2 separate regions of the Mus musculus genome follow, and region 1 is linked to region 2. Evidence: chromatin contacts called from public HiChIP or PLAC-seq data. All regions are on one chromosome and are shown on one strand. The core of a region is the stretch at or near the end of the contact, and the rest is flanking DNA. Distances in the headings are between cores, read along the strand shown. Region 1 has its middle 62 kb from the start of Gm33273. Region 2 has its middle 20 kb from the start of Gm33273.

Region 1 (3,871 bases), core at 900-3,399, 82 kb after region 2:
TTTGTCTTTGTCCCCCTGCCCTGTGTTGGGATTACCAACCTGTGCTTCCACATCTGGCTTCTTCTACATCTGGCTTTTTAAAAGCTGTTGGGGTCTGGCTGTCAAATTCAAGTCATCATGTTTATAAGGTGAGCACGTTACCAAATGAACTACAGCCGCGGTTCCTGTTCCCCTTCGGATCACATGGCTGACAGAAGCTACGGTTTGATGTTCTGTTTGTCTTTGTTGGGGCATCACCATGCATAACACAAGCCCAGAAACTAAAATACAAATATCAAAAGCTGAAGTACTATGTCTATACAATCATAATTCACACTGCCATAAAGAAAAACAATGAAGTCCAACCATGTGAAGATGGAGATGATGTGTGTATACACACACTCATAGTTAAGTACTTAGCCATATAAACTGATGGGCTACTAAAATAAGAATGATAATTTCTTAGGATTAAGAGGAGACTTAAAATTTAATTATCTTTTAATCTAAAATAACATTTATCTATCATAACATTGGGTCACTAAAAATTCAAGTCAAGTAAGAGCTTCCGAACCACAGCATGCCTGACTGCGCTGTTATATGTGAGAAACATTTTTGCGTGGAATGCATAGGAATAGTTCATTGAACACGAGCAAGTAGCTGGGAAAACACGGTACGCTCATTCTGAAAAGCCCAGACACCATGATGGAGGTGAAGGTGGGATCCACTTCCTGAGTCTCCGTCTTCATGACGAGCTGCACCTAACATAGCAGGTCACAGTTCTGCTACTTCATGAAAACACTTGATGTCCTTGCTGTCCACGCTATGGCTTAGTACTTAAGTATCACATATTGTTACTGTGTGCCACTCAAGGATGCAACATTGCAAAACCACAATTATTCTTTTACATACATTAGCATGACATCAGAGTACAGTCAACAAAATCTTAAGACAGAGCCTTGACAATGGGTGACAAACGCTACTCTTTATTCAACGAGGCTCTGAATGCTTCTCATGTCACATTTTTATATTTTTTGCAATTACAAGTTCCTCTTTGTATTCACTGATAGCTTGTTTTCTGCTTGGGATTTTTTGTTGTTGTCCTTGCTGCTGTTGTTCTGTTAACCAAGGCTGGGGAGTTGGCCTGGGGCGGGAGAGAGTGCAGAGTCACAGTCTTTCTGAGGAAAAGAAACGCTTAGCCAAGGATTCTCATGGTTCCTGTGGCTATGTTGTGACCTGAACTCGACGTGACTCAGCCTGATGCATGTTGCCACTGTGTCCCTGTCGTGAACTTTCCATTTTCACAAAGGCCCCACTGTGTAGCAATTTGGTTAGAGCCATGTCTTAGCCAGGGCTACTGGAAGTAGTCCTGTAGAGTATCTGTGGCATTCAGTAGGATGGGTGGCTTGGATTTCTATTGCTGTGATAGAACATGACCATGAATAAATTGGGTTGGAAAGGATTTATTTCATCTTTTACTTCTGAAGTCACTCCATTGTTGCGGGAAGTCAGGCCAGGAACTTGGAGACCAGAGCTGATGCACAAACTGTGGAGTGGTGTTGCTTACTGGCTTGCTCCGTATGACTTGCTCAGCCTGCTTTCTTGTAGCACCCAGGACCGCCAGGCCAGCGCTGGCACTACTCATAGTTAGCTGGGCTCTCTCGCATCGATCATCAATCAAGAAAACGTACCTCAGGCTAATCTGGTCGGGACATTTTCTCAGTTGAGGTTCCCTCTTCCAAAACGACACTAGCTTGTTCAGGTTGATGGGAACAACTAGCTAGCAAGGTGGAAGATAATTCTAGCAGAGAAATTTTAGGCATCAGTGCTGTGAATGAGATGTAGATCTGTGATATTAGAGCAAAGTTTGGTGAGATTTACCTTAACTCACTTGAAGAACTGAATCACAAGACAACAGGGCAAAATCAGGCCCTGCACAGCTGTGTGTCTTCCTGTAAGATATTTGTACCTATTTAGTCTAATATAAGTACAGTATCTGCAGATCCAACACGATAAGAGGCGTGGTCAAAGTCAAGACCCCCAAGAAGACACGCCCCAAGGCAAACCATCCCAGATTTACTGGAGCAGATGGAGTGGAGAGTGCTGTGGCCACTAGAGACCAGAGATATCTTTTGTTTTCTTCGCTAGGATTACAACTCTCCCTGTGAAGGGCGAAATGGCGATCCAAATATGGATCCCTTCAATTTTCTTTCATGGACAATTACTTTGAATGTGTGTAAGGCTTGACTTCAAATAAAAACATTTCTATGCAAAATTTAATTACTTAGGAAGGATATTATTTCAGACTCGGATCTACTAAACTTGAAAGTGACAGCCATTTCTAGCCATTGCTAAGTGCCACGGCCACACCCAGGCAGAGCGCTCTCCAAATTGGACTGGTTCTGCCATCTAGTGGCACAGTTGATTAACTACAAGTAGTTGAGGCACTCCCTGGCTTGGCCTGCCCACAGGGTGAGAATTAAGTCTGCACTTAACATTGTGGAATTTGTTTCACCTCCTCACACATGTGACTTTGGAGAAGCTATAGAATATTGCTCCATGTCGGCTAGCTGAACTGTATAATGACGATAAGGAGCTATTGCATGGTTCTCATGAGGCACCTGTGCTTCACACATGGGAAACACTTAGCAGATTTCCTGACAGTGATGTGATTATATTTATAATTTTTATTCTCAAAATGCACGTCTTTGGCTGAGGCATGAGAAATCAAGTTATGAAAATATGAATGATTTTTAATAAATGATGTCTATAATACTGAATGCTTGGATGAAAATCAAGTTTATTTAGGCTCTCTATGCACAGCGCCAACACATGCATGATCTCCGTGACACTTGCCTCAAGCCAAGCTGTTCCCCACCTCATAGAGAGCGACTCCATCCCAGCAGAACACTCGATATGTGCATGCTAGTGTGCGCCTTCTTTCTCCCACTTACAGAACCTCAGTCTTTATATCCAGCTAGGTGTCGGCTTCCTGTACACACTTCTCCAGTGCTGTCAAGCAGACTTCAATCCTGCATAGTCCTTTTCTGTGCTGTGTGTTAGAGCATTTGACATGGTCAGGCTGTCGGTGAGGATTGGGTGGGATGCAGGCTGATGCAGACCCGGAGTGTGAAATGCCTGTCATGAGACATTGAGTGTTACCCTCATATACTCTATCATCACAATGCCTGACACAAAGACTTCACACAACACAGGTCTCATCAAAGCTGAGAGGGAAAAATGATTTTAGAGACAGGACCTCACATGTAGCTGAACCAGGCCTTGCATTTGCAACCATCCTGCCACAGTGCATCATGAGAAGGCCAGACTAAACTGGCCTGGTAGGTTGAATTGGTAGATTTGATACCTAAAAGTAATGCTATAATAATAATAATAATAATAATAATAATAATAATAATAATAGTCATTAAGAAACACCTAAAGATTACTAAAACATAAAGAAGCCACTTCCCCTTCTCAAGTGATATTGAAGTTTGACATATTTTTAAGCCTCGCTGGACTTGCATGCTCACAATAGCTGCTTCTGAGCAGCCCTGTACCCCCACACTTGTCTTTTGTTGTCTAGGTGTTTGGGGCTACAGGGATTACATAAGTTTTATCCCCAGTTCCTCTACATCTGAAGTATTGCTAAAATTTCCCCCATTGCACCACTACTCAGACTTTGCTGAGTGCGGTGGCATGATTATATATCCACAGAGCACATCTTTGGCCATGAGCCTTTCTTTCAGCTAGAAATACCTGCTTTCCAACCCAGGGTACAACATCTCTTGCCACCTCATCAGAATGACCCAACGCTATGTTTTATATGGGGAATGGTATAATAAACACAGTGTCTTGCCATCTGAATGGTCATAAGAGAATGGCTTTCGGCTTT
Region 2 (3,801 bases), core at 898-3,397:
CCTGCATGAAACAGCACTTGTGCACAGTTGCTGTACCATCTGCAGTTACCACTGAAAGGTGGTTTGCAGACTGAGGTCCCCAGTGTCCTCCCTGAGGGATCTACTACAGAAGTGTGGGATAAACAGGACCACTGCCTGGGGTGATGCTATAGAGCCAGATTGGTGGCAAGCACTTGGAATCCAGACTCCTCTCAGAAGGAGACTGAACAACTGAGCCAGCGAATCAGTACAGAGTGACACTGGAATGGTTTCTCTGGAAACTCAAGTCAAAGAGCGAGTGAGAGGCATTGGTCTAGAGGTTACCTCTTCCAGGGAACTGAAGCAGAGAGTGGAAATGAAGAGCTAAAGGTGCTATAACCTGTGCTCGAGTGTGACAAGAAAGCACTTTGCAAAGAGTAGAGCTTCCAGATACAGGGGAAATTGGTAGCACAGTGACTGTGCCAAAGCTGCCCGCTCTGCTCCCTTAAGCTAGAAAAGGCATGCAGACTCAGCCAGCAAGAGCATACACACAGTACAGTAAGAGGCTGCATTTCCTGTATTTTAGCTGCCTGTTTTCCTACTTATATGTGATGATCCATCTGCAGGATTAGGAGTACTGGATGAAACAGAGGGAAAAGTAAAGAATCTAAGTTTGATTGAAAATTTGATTCAATTTGATTTAAATTAATGAGAACACAACTATAAATATGACCACAAGTTTCTAGGGAGAAATAGTTATTTGAAGCAGGGGAAGTAAGTCCCATTCCTAAGATAGCTGGCTGAAAGTGTTTAGGCTTTGGCTTCGAAGGTGTTTGTTTGCATGTTTGCATTTGAACCCCAGAAGGTGTGGTCTTCAGGAGGTTCATTTAAATAGAAGGAATCAGCAGGGCACAGATTAGACACAGGTTAAGGGAAGTTGTAGCATTTGTCAGCATCAAAGCTGTGCTGGGAAAGATTGTCCTCAGGGTGAGTCTCCTGGAAGGGTGGCCCTATTTAAAGTGTCTTAGTAAGATTATAGGAAGAATAGCAGGAGAAAGAAACACGTTTTGAAATGCCAATGAAACTATAATTAGCTCATTCGTCTCCCCCTTGAGCCATTTGAACTGTAGTCAAAGGCTAAAAGTGTGCTTTAGGTCTTCATTCTCCTTGAGGTCCGCGACCATAGCCAATGCATCTCCTGATTTGTGCTGAGCTCCCATAAGTGCTCAGAGCCCCTTTGGGGATGAAAACGACCAATGGTCTGGCGAAGGAGAAAGTGACAGTGGCTGTGTACTAAGGGAAACATTTTGGGCAGAGGAGAACTTTGATTTTTAAGAGAGGTAGAAATCAGATGATGCAGATGAACTGCAGCTACTAAGACGTAAGATTTCTTCTGGAACCAAGTGTTGGCAGGTGATTGAACATCATTGATCGATTTGTTGATCCAGCAATGCACTTAGCCTTGACTGTGTTCTAGGCATTGTGCTAAACCGTAAGCACACGATGAGAAATAAAGCTCGTGAACTCTCTACCCCTAGGAAGCTTATAAAAGTGTGAGGAAGATGCAGGATAACTGAGTGGGTAAGCAAATGGAAAAGACGTAGAGGAAATCCAGCTTGAGAAAGTTATAGGAGCAAACCTTTCTATGGATGGCCACTGAATCTGGATGAATCAGGGGTCCCAGGCAGAGTTTGCAAGGAGGTCACAAAAGGCTGATGTCTCAGCCAGGCGAGTGGCATGAAAGGCTCTGAGACAGGAAACAAACTGCTCTTTGAGGAACTGAAAGGAGGATTTGTAGCCCAATTTTGAGGCTTGTCTTTGAATAAAAATGAGACTCCCAAGCCGTAAGTGCTGGTACACTGTAATCCCAGCACCAAGGAGTTGGAGGCAGGATGAACATGAGTTCAAGGCCTGTCTGGGCTACATTCTGAGACCTCTCTCAAAAACAAACAAACAAACAAACAAACAAACAAACAAACAATAAAAGCAGGGCATGGGGCATCTGAGTGAAGATCTCCTAGAATAAGGGGATAATTAACAACCTCCGAAGGGCAAAGTGTCCCTGGTGACAGACATTTGGGGCACAATATGCATTTTAGAAGGAGAGACTGAGGAAGTCATAAGGAACTCAGCCAACACTTGAGCTTTTGGTCATGATAGGCACAATGAAGAGGATACAAAGGTTGTGATGACGTCAACGAGGAAACCAGAGAAGGCTTTCAAGAAGAAGCCAGCCAGCTAACATGGAACAGCTGCACCTCGAGCGCGTGAAAAGACCCCGAGATCTGCTTGGTTCTCTGTAGCTTTTCCTGGGTGTGAGAAGGCTCGGGCCATTCCCACTGTCCCGCATCACACAAGCACACCACACACGATCCTGTCCAGAGTTGTCCTGTGCCCCCCACAATACACACCTCATCCAGGAAGCCTAGGGCATTGCTCGTGAATGCTTCACTACCTCCCCTTCCTTTTCTCTCTCTACCTTTCTTTCTGTCGCCCTAAACAAATAATCTCTTCAACCCAGCTGCACTGCCAGTGGCATCTCCTCCTCAGTCTCCCCAGGTGCGTACTGGGAAGAGCTGTTGCAACGGAGGAAACCCAAACTGCCAAGAGCAGGAAACCTGTGTGAACGAGGAGGCCAGACCAGGAAATGGGTGTAGCACACTTCACCGCCAAACCAAAGATACGGTTCCACAACCTGCTGCCAGTTTCCGGCTGTGGGGCCTGGCAGCCTCTGGGCCAGGTACTCCCATCGTCCTCAGCGTGTGTATGCACTCTGACCAAATATGGAATCAAAGGCAAGACACGCATGTGAAATATAAGAGTTAAGTGCAGAGTTCAGTTTTCAAATCTAGCACAGATCTTATCACATTGTTATTAAAGATGCACTCAGTGCTATCGAATTATTTAATGTAGACCCAGTAAAATGTTCATGTATATTTTTATTGTAGAAGATGGTCATTTGTCCATAACTGAGTGCCACAAAAATAAACTAAGCACCAGTTATATGCCAAATAATCAGCTTGGAAACAGATGAATCAAGATGGTGATGCTTTGAGATAGGTCTTTTCAGCAAGAGGTGAAGGGACAGCTGACACACTGGCCACTCATTAGCAGCTCTGTGAGCTTGGGCGGCAACTTTGCCTTCTTTAGGCTTCAAGCTAAGTTAACCTCTAAAATGTATCTGTATCTGCTCTTCTGAATCTGCAGATTCGATGCACCAAGATTGAAAATCTTTTAAAATTGCATCTGTATCAATTTTTTGACTTTTGTTCTTATGGTCCCTCGAAGAATACAGCATCACAGGGCTCACACAGCATCTCCATTGTATTAAGAGTCTTGAAAGGGTTGAGGAGATGCCTCTGTCAGTCAAGTGGCTGCCACCCAAGCGTGAGGACCTGAACTCAGATCCCTAGCACCATGTAAGAAGCTGGGAGTGGCAGTGTGCACCATAACCCCAGGGCCAGGAGGAGGAGATGGAAGGGTTCCTTAGCCCAGTGGCCAGCCATTTAGATGGGTCAATGGTGGGCACTATCTCAAAGAATAAGATGGACAAAGGTAAGAAGGAAGACCTCTGCTGTTGATTTCTGGAGTCTATATTCATGTGTGTGTACACATACATTATAAAAACACAAAAGTAAAATTTATAAAAAGGATATTTAGAGATGATTAAAGGGGAATTATGATTATGTGGGAAGATATTGACAGTTATGTACAAATGCATCATCATTTTATATAGAGTTTATGAGTGTACGTGCATCGTGTAAACACAAGGAAAAACCTCAATGGATACCAAGGGATGGTAGAGTGACTTGGATTAATGACTAATGAGTGTCTTATATTAAA

The links. HiChIP or PLAC-seq counts read pairs in DNA pulled down with a chosen protein or histone mark.
Region 1: a contact with region 2 is called in a RAD21 HiChIP or PLAC-seq map of pro-B cells, with 3 times the contacts expected there. The contact joins two enhancer-like sites. A contact is called at or near these places in 2 of 15 datasets of contacts at CTCF or cohesin (large pre-B cells and pro-B cells), 4 of 484 Hi-C or Micro-C datasets (the C10 cell line, CD4 T cells, nephron progenitors and 1 more) and 4 of 115 datasets of contacts at active chromatin or transcription factors (CD8 T cells, bone marrow-derived macrophages, double positive thymocytes and 1 more).

Annotation. Positions count from the first base shown.
Region 1 is chr3:9,945,487-9,949,357 of GRCm38.p6, forward strand. No RefSeq gene overlaps it. Among named protein-coding and RNA genes, the nearest start is that of Gm33273, 62 kb to the left of the region's middle. Within about 2 kb of position 2,150, at least 27 of the 459 cell types and tissues checked have an H3K27ac peak or open chromatin away from gene starts, as enhancers often do. A contact at or near this core is called in bone marrow-derived macrophages, neutrophils and pro-B cells, where this site is marked.
Region 2 is chr3:9,863,309-9,867,109 of GRCm38.p6, forward strand. No RefSeq gene overlaps it. Among named protein-coding and RNA genes, the nearest start is that of Gm33273, 20 kb to the right of the region's middle. Within about 2 kb of position 2,148, at least 79 of the 459 cell types and tissues checked have an H3K27ac peak or open chromatin away from gene starts, as enhancers often do. A contact at or near this core is called in bone marrow-derived macrophages, neutrophils and pro-B cells, where this site is marked.